Regions from separate parts of the Lactuca sativa genome. Here region 2 is linked to region 1. A link is a contact called in public Hi-C data. All regions are on one chromosome and are shown on one strand. Each heading gives the region's core, a stretch centred on a gene start, on an enhancer-like site or on the middle of the called end of the contact. The rest is flanking DNA. Distances are from core to core; before and after follow the strand shown.

The links. A called contact is a pair of places that touch in the nucleus more often than the background predicts.
Region 2: a contact with region 1 is called in a Hi-C map of leaf, with 5 times the contacts expected there. The contact joins the promoter of LOC111905846 here to the promoter of LOC111905840 in region 1. A contact is called at or near these places in 3 of 4 Hi-C or Micro-C datasets (leaf and seed).

What each region holds. Positions count from the first base shown.
Region 1 is chr8:14,688,695-14,696,462 of Lsat_Salinas_v11, reverse strand. LOC111905840 (ATP-dependent 6-phosphofructokinase 4, chloroplastic) reads right to left here and starts at 4,742. Exons shown (of 12, transcript XM_023901561.1): 1 at 4,290-4,742; 2 at 3,723-3,769; 3 at 3,550-3,589; 4 at 3,392-3,454; 5 at 3,005-3,301; 6 at 2,857-2,910; 7 at 2,450-2,518; 8 at 2,239-2,368; 9 at 2,093-2,133; 10 at 1,699-1,972; 11 at 1,478-1,632; 12 at 1,060-1,376. The coding sequence starts at 4,727. The coding sequence ends at 1,275. LOC111905842 (putative lipase ROG1) reads right to left here. Exons shown (of 10, transcript XM_023901562.3): 10 at 7,506-7,750. The coding sequence ends at 7,679.
Region 2 is chr8:14,831,974-14,838,979 of Lsat_Salinas_v11, reverse strand. It overlaps LOC111905846 (polycomb group protein EMBRYONIC FLOWER 2), which reads left to right and starts at 3,561. Exons shown (of 22, transcript XM_023901568.3): 1 at 3,561-3,714; 2 at 4,354-4,467; 3 at 4,781-4,928; 4 at 5,058-5,113; 5 at 5,245-5,356; 6 at 5,468-5,627; 7 at 5,716-5,775; 8 at 5,848-5,987; 9 at 6,267-6,329; 10 at 6,437-6,549; 11 at 6,636-6,700; 12 at 6,782-6,834; 13 at 6,922-6,975. The coding sequence starts at 4,433.

The DNA of each region.
Region 1 (7,768 bases), core at 3,493-5,992:
GGACCATCGATGATATCTTTATGATTTAGAATTTATAATACTTTTTTATTCTAAGAAATTGTATTTTGTTTATGTAATATTAATGTAGGCCCAATACATAAATCTCAATGATGTAACAGAATACTTTTGTTATGGGCTTTGGCCCAACTATAAAAACAGAATTGAAGCCGAGTTCTTATGCAAATCAAGAATTACAAAAGGAAAACCAAACGTCATAACCTTTCTGGAAAAAAAAAAAAAAAATTTGCATACATTTCTAACCTAAAAACATTATGAGACAGAATATACAAATCACCACCAATCCAAAAAGAAAAGCTCCAGTTTATGGTAAGTTTGATGATATGAGAGAATGAATTTTATTGATGAGAAAATTGAATCAAATTTTAAAATGATGAAGAAGATATGAGTCACCTCCAAACAGTTTCATTGGCATCTGTGAAAATGACGTTGTGATGTTCTATCAGACACTGTAAAACCTCTATTCCACTGAAGTCAATTCGCACCCAAATCAACAAGTCAGTTTTTTTTTTTGGTACATCTAAGGTCCCTAAACTTTTAAAAGGTTGAAGCACATGTGATTCCAACCTAGGACCAATATATGTTGAGAGTTTAACTCCCTAGTGATAAATTAAAATGCTCAAAAATAAGCTTGTATGGCACGCCAAACAACCTTAGATTGCTATAAACGAATGAATTTGTGTGTGATAAACGGGGTTGCTTCCATTCACAGTAGTGGATGGAAAATATTGGTATTCCATGAGTCAATTGGTGTAGAAATTTGTAGGAGATATTCGACTTTCCTTTTGGTGGTAGGACCCTAGTTTTAGGAGAGGGTCTTGACACATGAGAATGTCTTCATTTGAGATCGATCATACAAGTGTGAAAGGATATATATATATATATATATATATATATATATATATATATATATATATATATATATATATATATATATATATATATATATATATATATATATATATATATATGCCATCACTTCACTTCTCAAAGTTTTAAAATGAGACTTTACTTACTTCAACACATAATAAAGCCCAGCACTAAAACTGAATCTTTATTTTATTACTTTCATTAACTAAATATATAGAAGAAAAAAAAAAGACGTATCCTGAAGAAAGTTGCAAAGTATCTTAACCACATAACAAGGACCCAAACATCTTAATCCATTGTAGGCAACATCACATCACAATAAGATGTTTGGAAAGAGATTGAATATTGTTGCATGAAGAGTCGAAGATTATCTATTACTATTATTATTATTCACGTTTGTCCAAAAAAGTAGGTTGATTAGTAGAAGCCAAAAGTCTAGCCCACATCCTATCCGTCAACTTAACAACATTTGTAGCCTCCGTAACACGCTGCAATTATAAATATTAATTGGCAATAATAATAATAATAATAATAATAATAATAATAATATGATGAATGTAAATATGACAGAGTAAGAGTGCTTAATTACCTGTATTGGAATATATGCATGTCTGCTATTGACAGGCCCAACTGTAAAACCAGAAAACCCTGCCATGGCCCCATGAACTGCACTTTGAGCAAGAAGTGTACAATAGATATTATCATATGCATTGCTTGGAACAGCCCGTATCATGTATGTTGGATCTGCAAGGGTACAATCGTCATTTCATCTCTTTACCCATTCAGCCACTTATATATTCAAGTGTGTACCTATATATTTCATGTTTATGGCCATTTTCTTGTCCGTTGCAAAATGGTTTTTAATTTTCTGAGTCAACCATTGACCAATATCAATAAGCAGTTTATTTCCAGATGCATCTCTCTCTTCAACTGCATTCACACTATCAGAAACATATTCTTGACCTGCGCCTTCAGCCAACACAATCACCACATGCCCGTTCTCTTTGAGTCTCTGCTGAATGAACTCAAAAAGACCACCTTGCCCTTCTAGATAGAACGGAGACTCTGGAATCAAGCAGCAATCCTGTTTTACAGTTACAATAATATCCATAACACCTATTAATTATTATGAGAACATATCTATCTTACTCTTGCATTACAGATTAATAAAGCTAATAATATTACAAATTTGTTATTTAGTTACCACATCTCGACTTGCCAACGTGGCAAACATGGCGATGAATCCTGAAAAAGATGAAACAAGTTTGGAAGAATAAATAAGAGACAAAAAAAATAATGAATTTTTTTAACAATTTATTTCATGAAATGTATATGAAGATAGATACTTGCCACTGTATCGACCCATGAGTTTGACTATTCCAACTCCATTTTCAACACTTTCCACTTCCACATGTGCAGCATTTATTGCTCTTTGAGCTTCCTCTACAGCAGTATCAAACCCAAAAGATTTGTCGATTACCTGAAAACAATTAGGTAATATTATTATTAACCTCCATTTTAAATAAAAGAATGAAAAAAAGAAATGGTTTAAATAACTTACAGCAATATCATTATCAATTGTTTTGGGGATCCCAGCTACTGCCACGTGAAGGCAACGCCTTTCAACTTCCTTTCAGAAAATAACAAAAATAAATTCTTTTTTTTCAAATTAAACCCTGTATGGGTAAAGTGTCTGAATGGATAATGATGTATGTCTAGATAAAGTGTTGTATAAATATATAGGTTTGTTTCTTTTCTAGACCTGAATAAACAGTCTGAATCAGACTAAATGACCATTTTACCCTTACATTATAGCGTGATAGGGAAAACGAAGGGCAAATAGGTAAAGGTTTAGTGTATAGCTGTCCGCATTAAGTGTTTAACCTATTAAGCACATTAAGTGAAAAAAGAAACAGCCCTTTATAAAGCAATTAAAAAAGAACATAATCTTTGAAAAAAAGGAATCACCTTGTAAATGGCAGCTGCTCCTTTTTGAGTGCCATCACCACCAATTATGTACACCTAAAAGTAAAACACCAAGATTTTATAAAACTTTTCTTGAAAAAGATCAAATTTGTTGTTGTAAAGGGAAATAAAATAACAATATAACATGAACCTGATTTATCCCACGATCCTGGATGTTATCAACAATCTTGTTTGTATCATGACCACCTCTTGAAGTCTGAAGAATAGTTCCACCACGTTTATGAATATCATTCACAATTTTTGGAGTCAATTCCATGGTGTTTCTTGAATAGAAACCCCTATATCCTCCCTCAATCCCAAGTATGTTATTAACACCATACATAAAATTCAACCCGCATACAATCTCCCTGATGACTGTGTTGATCCCTGGGCATAATCCGCCACATGTCACAATACAAGCTCGTACTTCCTCTGGCTTGAAATAAACCTAATGTTTTATAAAATTTCTTAGACCAAAATGAACTAATAATGTGTGATGTTATGTGACAACTAGCTTAAATAAATCATCACATATTACCTTTTCACGAGGTCCTGCACGCCTAAAGTGCACTCCTCTTGGACTGCCTTTCTGAACAACAATCTGCAATTAGATGTCAAGGTTTAAGAACAAATTAGATTTCATGGTGAAAAGGGATGTGTCTATGTGGAATGGTTTAAGAGAAATAGTTTATGTACTTGGTGTGCTACAACATCTTCTGAACTAACAAAAGTGTTCCTGTGGAAAAGAGTGATAATGTATTTAGTAAGTTGCAAAAGTAGGCATGTTTTGTAAAAAGATTAGTGCACAAGTTATGGTTATAACTTTATAAGCATAACATTAAAGATCTTGAAAGAAGGAAAAAACTTACTTAACGATTGCATAGGCTTGGCTGTACTCTAACGGATTTGGATATGTCTGCAAGAAAAAAGATTAAAATAAAGATTATCAAAAACCAAGTAAGAAAAGAGTCTCATTTAGTTTAAAATGACAAATGTCTTCAGGTTCACGAAATTTTTGACAGAAAGATGTATCTTTGATCTTCGTAGATTTTGGAAAATGGGTAGGATTAGGATCGGAACTAAGGGATCATATATGAAGGCTAAAGGATAAAGTACATTAGGTGATTTCATTTGTTCTGTAAAAATATACATCAATACGCATACAACATATATGCACACGCAAAAATGAATCAACTTCATTAATATGCCGCTCTCAATCAAACTTGGACTACTCCCAAAAAGGTAAAGTTGATTCTTCAGGGTAAGAATGGTGGATTCAAGTTCCAAATAAATAGGATTCCGTCACTAACGCGGATACGGAGATTTTCTTGTTGGTATCATATCTTGCTGATCATCATTTTTTTTAGAACATAAATAATTTCAAAACTGAGAACTTGTTTGATTGACTTGGAAAGTGAAACAGAGATGTAAACTACCGGTAAATCAGGTAGGAAGTTCGTCAAGTGAGGAACGTCTTCGAGGACGAAACCTTCATCGTCGTCGTCATCGGTCGGAGTGTTACCCAGATTCGAAGTTTGAGCTCTAATAGGGTAATAACCGGTGATTAAGGACTTCCTGGAGTATATTTGCGGTTTAGAAGTGAAATTGGTGAAAAAGAGAAGGGGCTTGTAGAATCTGGGAGAAAATGGTAGCGTTTTAGTGAGAGAAAGCTGAAGATTTGGAGAAGAAGCCAGTGAAAGATCCATTGATAGTATGATTTTTGACTGAATGAATGAATGAATCAAATGCTTTTTCCAAGAGATTTTGGGCGGAGAGACGAGTATATGCAGGTTGAAGTTAGTCTTGGTAACGGCGATGGTCAAATCGATACAAAATTTCGAGCGAATATATGAATCACCGTCGAAATTGGACATAAGTGTTTCTCAAAAAGGTAATTTTAGTTTCTTATGTTTTCACATCATATTCTTTTAGGTTAGAGTGTAAACAAGTCGAGCCCGAGCCAGGTCAAGCTCGGATTGGGCTCGTTTAAGTTATATAAGGCTCGAGCTTCCTTGTACTGAGCTCGTAAGGAATTATACAAGCTCGACTCGGGCTCGGGCTCGACTCGTTTTTTATCTGACGTGTCTAAATAAGCTTAAGCTCGGTTCGAGCTCGTTAAGAAGTTCGTTAAGAAGCTCGTTTACTAATATCCTAAATCCATAATTTCCCTAATATGTGTTTATTTTAATATATTTAAATAATATTAAATTATATTATATAAAGGCTCGTTTAGGCTCGCGAGCTTAATCAAGCTTAATGACATAGGCTTAAGCTCGAGCTCGTTTAATAAACGAGCTTAATATTAAGCTCGAGTTCGGATCGGGCTCGTTTAAAATCGATTTCGGGTTGAGCTTTTAACGATCCGATCTCGAGTAGCTCGCGAGTAGCTTGGCTCGGTTGCACCCCTAGGCTTGAGCTTCGGCTTTGATTTCAAAGCTCGTGTTCGGTTTGTAAATTGAACTCCATAAAGTATTTGGGTTCGACTTAATTGTCAGATAAATTGAAGTCCATAAAGTTCAATAGATTGTCATATTATCTAGGGATGAGCAGTTTTTTTCAAATCCCGATCTCGTACCGGTACCGTATCGAATTTAAAAATATGGGACGGTACTTGGTCCTCCAAATACACAAAATTTGGGATTCGGTACCGCCAGTACCAGTATTAATACTGAAAACCGGTACCATTCCCGGTACCGGTACCAGTGATTTTAATTTGGTTCGGTACTCGGGATTAACTTTTGATCGAATTCGGTTTTCGGGAAATCGGGAACGGTACGGGTCGATACCGGTTCTGTCCCACGCTCATCCCTAATATTATCTTTCTACAATCCATATAATTCTATTATTTTTTCTCTACAATACATTAAACTCTATAAAATTCAATAGAATGTTACAAAATATAATTTATAGTAAATATTTAAGAATTAAAAACTTTTATTTTTCCTATTAAATAGTTCAATGGTTATTGAACTCAAAATCCATAGAATGACACATGGACTTTTCACCTCATTCAACTATCTCATTGAACTAACCATTGTAGATGTCCTAAGTATAAACAAGCTTAAATTCAGCACGAGCTCGTCTCGGTTAATAGTCAAATATCAAGCTCGTTTGTTTTTTTAAGTTCGTTAAAATGCTTGTTTATCATTATTTAATATTTGATATTAAATTATAATTTAATATCTAAAATTAAAAATAAAAATTATATTATATAAATATGCATAGGCTCGTTTAGGCTCACGCACCTAATCGAGCTTAACAGATGAAGCTCAAGCTCTGGCTTATTTAATAAATGAGCCTAAAACTAAGTCCGAGTTCGTTTAACTCAAGCTTGAGTCAAACTTTTAATAAGTTAATCTCAAATAGCTCACAAGTAAACATATTTATTCTTCTAATATAAAGTTAATTTTAGTTTATGATATAGTAGGCATAATTGACTCAATGTGTCACAATATCAGATTACTGGATTGAAATTTTAAATCATATTAATTAAAAAAATATAAAACAACAAAAAAAATATCATATGTGACATAATAACCAATTTATAAGTTTATTATGTAGTTTGAGAATGGCATCACAAACTAACATTAAATTCACAAAGTAACTCTATGATATACTCGGAAGAATATCACATAACACCTTTTGTTTAAGATTTTGCTCATGCAACGCCAAAGAGATCGTTCCATGTTGGATGAAAAACTTTTCATTCTTCCAGCTAAATCTCAACATCCTGCTTGAAGGCATCTTAAATCGTCTCGGTTTAAACATTTAAATCTATAGAGATCATAACTTATACTCCGTGATGCCACCCTATACATTTCACAACTTGATCATTTTAGTACTAACATGACATGTATGCATTCTCTACTACTTACAATCCATTAATTAACCTCAATGCAAACATCACTTGTATTCATCATATCAAGTCTCATGTCTTAAAAGTGCATAAAAAGGTTCCATGCTTGAACATATGTTTTCGTACGTTAAGAATGAAGAATAGGAACGATATTATTCTTGAATGCAAGTAGTTTGAAACAAGTGGGGTGTTTGCATACCATTATGGTTGCAAGCATTCATTATCACTAAAGTATAAAATAACATGAAAGTTAGAAAGTTCTCAAAACTACTTGATTTTGCTTTTGGATTTAATAGTTTTTTGTTTAAAATGAATACTTTAAGCTTGTACTTCCCAAAAAAAATTATTAAGTTCAATTTTTTTTTCTCAAAAGCTAAAATCTTATTCTCAACACATCCTATCATCAAAAATTATGTATGAAACTAGACTTTTAGAAGCACTTCAACCCAAATCTAAATACAATCTCACATCAGGCATTCTTGTATGGAAGACAAGATAGAAATAAAAAGTACACTAAAAATAAAACAAGTTGGTATAACTAAACCAGCAAGAACATGGGTACATAATTGCATGCGGAATTTAGTTAACAAAGGCACATGTTTCAACCTCAGTGACTCCTTTCAAGAGACATCTTCTCATCATGTATGTAGGATAATGTTGTTAAATAGCAACCAACTATCAAAAATGTCCAATAAAGTCCCAAAACTATTTTCTTTACGTCTAACATACCATCAATTATGGGTATATTCATTAAACTTTGAAAAAATGGCCATAACGCATGTGATATACACATGGGTTTTGCATATTAATTTGTGATGTAATATTTATATGGAAATATATATATTATAGTTGAACAACACAGCCATGTCATGTGTTTCGCGTATTAATTCTTGGAATTACATCACAAACTGCTTTCTGTACAACACGCTCTAAGCCAGTACCTTAATTAGTAGATAGCTGGCAAGAGTTCTAAAGACAAAAATGATCAATCATATGTTGAATAACATCTGCCCCATCTGTATGCAGGTTGTCATCTTTTACCTACATCCAATAAGGGCA
Region 2 (7,006 bases), core at 2,312-4,811, 140 kb before region 1:
TTATTTCATTAGTATTGTTTTGATTGATCTACAGTTCAATAACCTAAACAAAAATCCATATCGACAACTTCAATTTTGTAATTCTAAATTCATTTGATTTTCTTGTTAATTTTATTATTGTATTTATTATACAAATTATAAGATATAATATTTAAACTTCATTATGTTTTTTTTAAACTCTTTGACTTACTAATTTTAAGAAAGAGATAACTAAAATGGAGTTTGTAGTTTCAATTTAATTTAATTTTTTATATTTTACCGGGTACCCGTGAACCGAACCGTGGTTACCCGCTTTCATACGGATCGGTCCGGTTCGGTTTTTTTGTCAATACGGTTCGGTTTCAGTTAGTGCGCATGAGGTACCCGCCCCGCGGTCACGGTTCACAATTTTATTACTATCCAAACCGAACCGCCCCGTGAACACCCCTACCTGGTGAGGTGTTGCTATGTAGTGGTTTTCGATTGAGGTGATGCTCGAAGGTGGAGGGGTGCTTTTGGTGGGATGGTGAAGGTTTATGCTCGTGCATAAGGCTATAACAGATGGAGATAGAGGTTGTGGAGGTGATAAAGGCCATTGGATGACAGTGAAGGTGCTTTGGGTAGCTGACAACGCCGATCAAGGGTAAGGACGACTTCGTTGGTTTTCTATGACGGTTCCTCAACGATAATGATGGCATTGGCGGTAGTTTCAGGAAAGAATGGCGGTTATCAGTGGTTTCCGGTGAGACATAGCAGAGAGGATGTTGGGGGTGGGGTTTAATTTATGGGTTTAAGCACCCCTTGCATCGATTTGGGTACTTGGTTTAGATCTGGGCAAGACGGGGGATATGCTAATAGTGGTTTTCAGCTTTGTGAGTGATTTCCGAAGAGACAGGGGGGAAAGAGGACAGTGAGGATGAGGTGGATGACGACTGATAGTGGTGGTGAATGATGGTGTGCTGGTCGCTGGTGAACTTTTATCGGGTTAATGAATGAGACATGGGGGTAAGGGTGAGGGAAATAGAGGTGGTCGGCGACGGATAGTGGTAGGGAACGATGATGACAGAGAAATGGCGTAAGTGCTTTTTGTTGATAGAGAGGGAAAGAGAAATGGGATGGGTGAGCCCTTTTCTATTTTTTTGTTTTAAGTTAAAAAAATATAAAGTAAATCAGTTTTATGTATTTCAGTAATTAAAGATAATGAAAAATATAAATTATAAGGGCATAATCATCTTTTTAAGTGTATAGAGATTAGAGACCAAAAACAATAAAAAGATCCAATGTTTGGACCACAATACATCACTAAAACTTTTTGACCAAAACCATATAATTTAGCTAACCACATGGACAATTTTTGCAATTTTGTCTATTATCTTTTTATGAAAGAAAGTCCTGAAAACCGACTAACATTTTCAGTTTAACTTTTTTTTTTTTTTTTTTTTTTTTTTTTTTTTTTTTTACATTTTTAGTTTAACCTACTGAGGTGGTACGCCAAGGTGGAAGGGTGGTTGATGTAGCATGCCACATCATTGCCCTTCCTTACTTAAAAAAACAATTTTTTTTTGGGAGAAATCGAAGGAGGGCGACACAAACTCGTGACATCCCTCTCTCAAGGCAAGTTTACTAGAGATTTCTCTAATAAAAATTATGAATGAAGAAATGATAGAAAGGTGTGTAGCACAATTGGTTAAGGTACTGTTTGTTTTTTCTAAAGCAAAATGTTTGCAATATGCGGACCACATCTGTAGATCTTTACAGTAGAAAATGTGGACCAAATGTCTGCAGTTTGAAAAAAAAAACTGTTTGTTTTTTTAACATCTTCAGGTTATTAAAATAAACTAAAATCTAAATAGACTGATTTATTAATATTTTTATGACTTTGTTATAAGTAATTAACAAATCTATATCAACTTTTATGTATTATTGTATAAAAAGTGAAAATAAAAATGATACAAATTAACGTATATATTTGATAAAATCCAACAATTTTGGTCGCAAAGTTATACCTAAACATTGTCATTAGGAATCAAAGAATTTGATACATAAATGGATTGAAATAAAACTTCGATTTTTTCAATTAAATCAATTAAAAACGTACCATAAATATTTTCCCAAGAAATTGACGATAAGGTATTAAATAATGTTTTATAAAATTTGGCACAAAAATATAATAATATATTAAGATTTTTTTATATTTATATAAACAATTTTAATGACCATTATTTTTAATAAATATTTATTTATAAATTTGTCAAAAATATCATGTTTGTGTCGTCGAACATTTTTTTAACGTAGTGTAACCTTTTTTTTTTTTTTTTTTTTTTTCAAATTGTATATCATTAATAAAGTTTGAATAAATTTAAATTAAAAAAACTAAAAAAGTAAAGATATATGTGTGTTTTTAGGTTAGAAGATGTTTGGAGATGTTAGAAGAGTCTGGTCCACATTTGAGCCAAAAAAAGGGCGCACATATATTTTTAGGTTTGCAGTATTAAAAAAAACAAACAGTCTACAAAGGCTAATATATGCACGTAGTCTGCGCGACGCAAACAAAAGAGGACAATAAGATCTATAGAAAAAAAAAACAACACATAAGAGCAACTCCAAGCATAAAACACTAAATTGGTGATTGTTTTAACACTAAAATAGAGTTTGTATTACAGTCAAACACTAAAATGATGTTTTTTAGAGGCCATATAATTTAGCCTTCATATTTGGTGTGTGAAGCTTTCCCAAACACTAAAATAGTGTTTTCTAAAGATTGATTGGAATGAAAATACCATTTTATTAAGTGTTTTAGTAGTTGGTTGGAGTTTGTCTAAGTTGATTGCCTGGGGAGTGGGAGGTCATGGGTTCGAGTTCCCTTTCCTTTTTTTTCTCTCTCCCCCCCCCCCCCCCACCCCCCAAAAAAAAATGATTTTCTTAAGGTAAGAAAAACCGTTGATGTGTCATGTGATGTCACATTAACCATCCTTCAACCTTGAATTATCAATGTTATGTGATGTCACATTAACCACCCTTTAACCCTGACTTGTCAATGTTAGTCGGCTTTTAGGATTTTTCATTGGAAAAAAGGACTAAAACTAAAAGAGTAAATTACACGAATGATCCTTATAGTTTGGGTAATTTGCATGTTTGGTCCCCAACTTATATTTATAACTCGGAAGTTCCCTACAATTTGTTTTTGTTGTGTGCTTGGTCCCTATCTTACCTAAAAAGACTATTTTGCCTTTGGTTTTTTAATTTATTTAAATAAAATGGAGTAGGTAAGGTAAAGTAAGATGAGGTAGAAGTAAGGTTGGGGTGTGTTTATTTAAATAAATTAAAAAATCAATGACAAAATAGTCTTTTTAAGTAAAATAGAGACCAAACATGCAACAAAAACAAACAGTAAAAGCCTTTCGAGTTAAAAAAATAAGTTAGGGACCAAATATATAAATTACCCCAAACCATACGGACCATTCATGAATTTTACTCAAACTAAAACTTATCAAAAATTTAAAATTTTCTAAAAAAACAAAAACATATTTATATAACATAAGCTTTTTGACATATGTCATAAATTGATAATAAATTGATAAGATAGATGAAATGATTTTCCTAAAACATTGGTGACATAATCATACCGTGATAATAGTCAAAGACGCCGTTGCTTTTTTAAACTCTGCAAGTCTTCCCCAAACTTGCTTTCCTTCTTCCCCTCAAACAAATTAGGGCTCTTAACATACATATAAGGTACTATAAAATCTTCAATTTTCCAATTCATATCAGTTTTGCTCCTTGTTTTTGTCGATTTTCTAGATTAATAACAGCTGAATACATTAATTATTGATATTGATCAACGATCCTGTGTTCGATGTTCGTAGTGTTTTTACGTAAGATGCAGAGAATAAGGTTGATATTTCCCTGTTTCCTTGATTTCAATTACGGAATTGTTTAATTTGCGTTTAATTCGTTACAGTTTCCGTTGCTTTACCTAATTGATCATTAAGTATTTAAGAGAGACGAGAATACAGTTTTTGGAACTAACTGAGATATTTTTAAGAAGATAAATGGTCGGTATAAAATTTCACCTATGCTTCATTGATTACAGTAGTGCGTTAGTCTCAAAGTGGAAAGTTTTAGCAACTGGAAAAATGTCATTCATTTTGCATCCGTTTGTATATGGTATGGATGGGTGATATTTGAACCTTCAGTAATTTACTAGAACTAAATTTCTTTAAGGTACACCATGTGACTCTGTTTTATGTCATCAGAACAATTGGTGATATGAAACAAGAAGAAACACATGCAGAGATTATGTAATGATCATTTTTTTGCCATTCAATTATTCGCTTGAAACATGACTAATTCACTAGGATATATTCAATGCAGGTGTGCAGGGGCTTAAACTGACTTTCCCCACAGAGGCGCAGATAAGTATGGGGTTGCAATTCAGGAGTGTCTAACAAGAATGCCCGGCATATCTTTAGTTGCTCGTGAAACCACGTACTGCACCTTCCATTTCAGGCTATTCTATGTCCTCTATCTGTATAACTAAGAATTGTTTAGAACTGTGTATGAGATTCTTAAATTTGATAGCCTTTGGGTTTTTCCTTTCATGGGTGTAGTGTATTCATTCCATTTTTCATTTTAGGTGATCATGGAACAGGCATACTCTTTACATTGCAATTGCATACATCTATTTGTCTGTCCTTTTGAGTACCTCGTGCTTTCTGAAGCTTACAATGTATTGCGTGGTGCATGAACAAAGATATGCAAATTCAAATTCATGGAACAAGAAATCTGTTTGCAATTGCAGTTACTCTAGATGCTCAGATCCGATGTGCCGCCATGAAGCTCGTGCTCATTTGTCTCAGGAAGAGCAAACTGCAGCTGAAGAAAGCCTTTCAGTTTATTGCAAGCCTGTAGAACTATACAACATTCTTCAACGACGTGCTGTTAGAAATGTGACTTTCTCATTTTTCCTATCTTTCACTCTTCTCTTCTCTTCTCCCCTTCATCTTCTGTTTGCCTATCTTTTAGGCTATAATTCATTGATATGTTTGTGTTTCTAATGGATGGATGGTTTCTTGCAGCCATCATTTCTACAAAGATGTCTGCACTACAAATTACAAGCAAAACAGAAAAGAAGGCAAGATTTGCAACATAATACTCACAACTAATTGTACTGATGGCCATGTGCTGTTTTCATTACTGAATAGACCTTCTAGATTTATTCCATAATTTTTTTAAAGATATTTGCATCGCTTCTGTTTATTGTAGGGTACAAATATCAGTATCCATATCTGGTGCTACTAATGATGGGCTGCAAACTCAGAGTCTTTTTCCTATGTACATGTTGTTGGCAAGAGCAGTCTCTACTACAAATGTGGAGGTATTGCTATCAACTTTTACTTTTGGGTGAAACCTTCTTTTCTTTACTTTTTACGCCTTCTATGATGCCAAATGAGCAATTCTTTTTTTTTTTTTTCTTTCTGATTTCTAGACACAGTGTACAACTGTATATCGCTTCAATCGAGCATGTAAATTGACAGCTTTTGGTGGGGCCGACAACACAAGTTCAGCAAAATTTATTCTCCCTGAGATGAATAAACTATCAACAGAGGTTAAATCTGGCTCTCTTGCTGTGTTGTTGGTTAGCTGTGGTATGACACTGTTTCTAAGTTTGGTTACATTTGGAGAATTAATGTGTATAAGCTTGTTACAATTTTGAATTTTGATCTACTTTTGCAGCTGATACCACAAATCTTCAAGGGATTGATCTAACAGAGGACCACATGTTTTCTGCCTCATGTAAGATGTGCTATAGATGGGTAATCTTCTTACTACTTGTATTCTGATATATATTTTTTACGTGCTTGACAGTGAATCGTGTGGGTTATTGCTTATTTGGGAAGATTCCAATGGATTTACTTCAATCTTCATGGGAAAAATCTCCAACATTAAGTTTAGGGGGAAGAGCTGAGATGATGTCAACTGTTATTATGCAGTCCTGCTTTATGAAGGTATGTCTGCTGGTGTGTATAAACACTTGGTATCAAGTAAAGTTAGTGAAGAGTGATGTCAGTGAAAATCCATGAACATTCTATGCATTATTTTTGTAAATAACATATTCTACTTGTATTCTGATATACATGAAAGTAGTTTTTTCCCATATTTAACAAGTTTGCTATGATTTAACAATATATTTAATGGAATAAGGGCTAATTAACAATATAAGGGATGGTTCATCTTTTTTGCTCCTCTATCTTCTAGATTCTCATCTTGGGGGTTTGATTTTGCAGTTGAGTTGTTTGGATGGAGGAAAATGTGTATCTTTTCACTTCCCATATAATTCTGAAGCTGTGGTAGGTTTGCTCTTAACTCTTTGCTTCTTGTCAAGAACACTTTTTTTTTTCTTAGTTTAATTACTGATTTTGTTCCTACTGCTCAATTCATTTTATGGTTGCTAAAGAGCATATTGCAGCAAGTACAAGTCATTGTTTCAGCAGAAGAGGTTGGGGCTAAAAATATGTCTCCCTATGACATGTATTCATATAATGATACCCCTAGACCTGGTATTATGAGGTAGTTTATATTTGGCATTTCTTCATTTAGATATTTACTGTTATATTTATTAGTTCCTTAGAATTTTTTTATGTATTTACTTTCAGGTTGAGGTCTGGAAATGTTATTTTTAACTACAAGTACTACAACAATATGCTGCAGAGGACTGAAGGTAGATGAATTTCTTGACACTTTTTTTTACCATGTCATTTCTGATGCTCTTAATTCTATAAAATCCATGCCAAATCTGCAGTGACAGAGGATTTTTCGTGTCCATTCTGTTTGGTGAAATGTGCAAGTTACAAGGTAGATATAGCTCTAGATATATTATTTACTCCATACTTATATTTTATGCTTATTAGGGTCTGATTGTTTGTTGATAATGTCTTTTAGGGCCTGAGATTTCACTTAACTTCATCACATGATCTCTTCCGTTATGAGTTTTGGGTTTGTAAATTTCATGAATCTTTCAGAAATT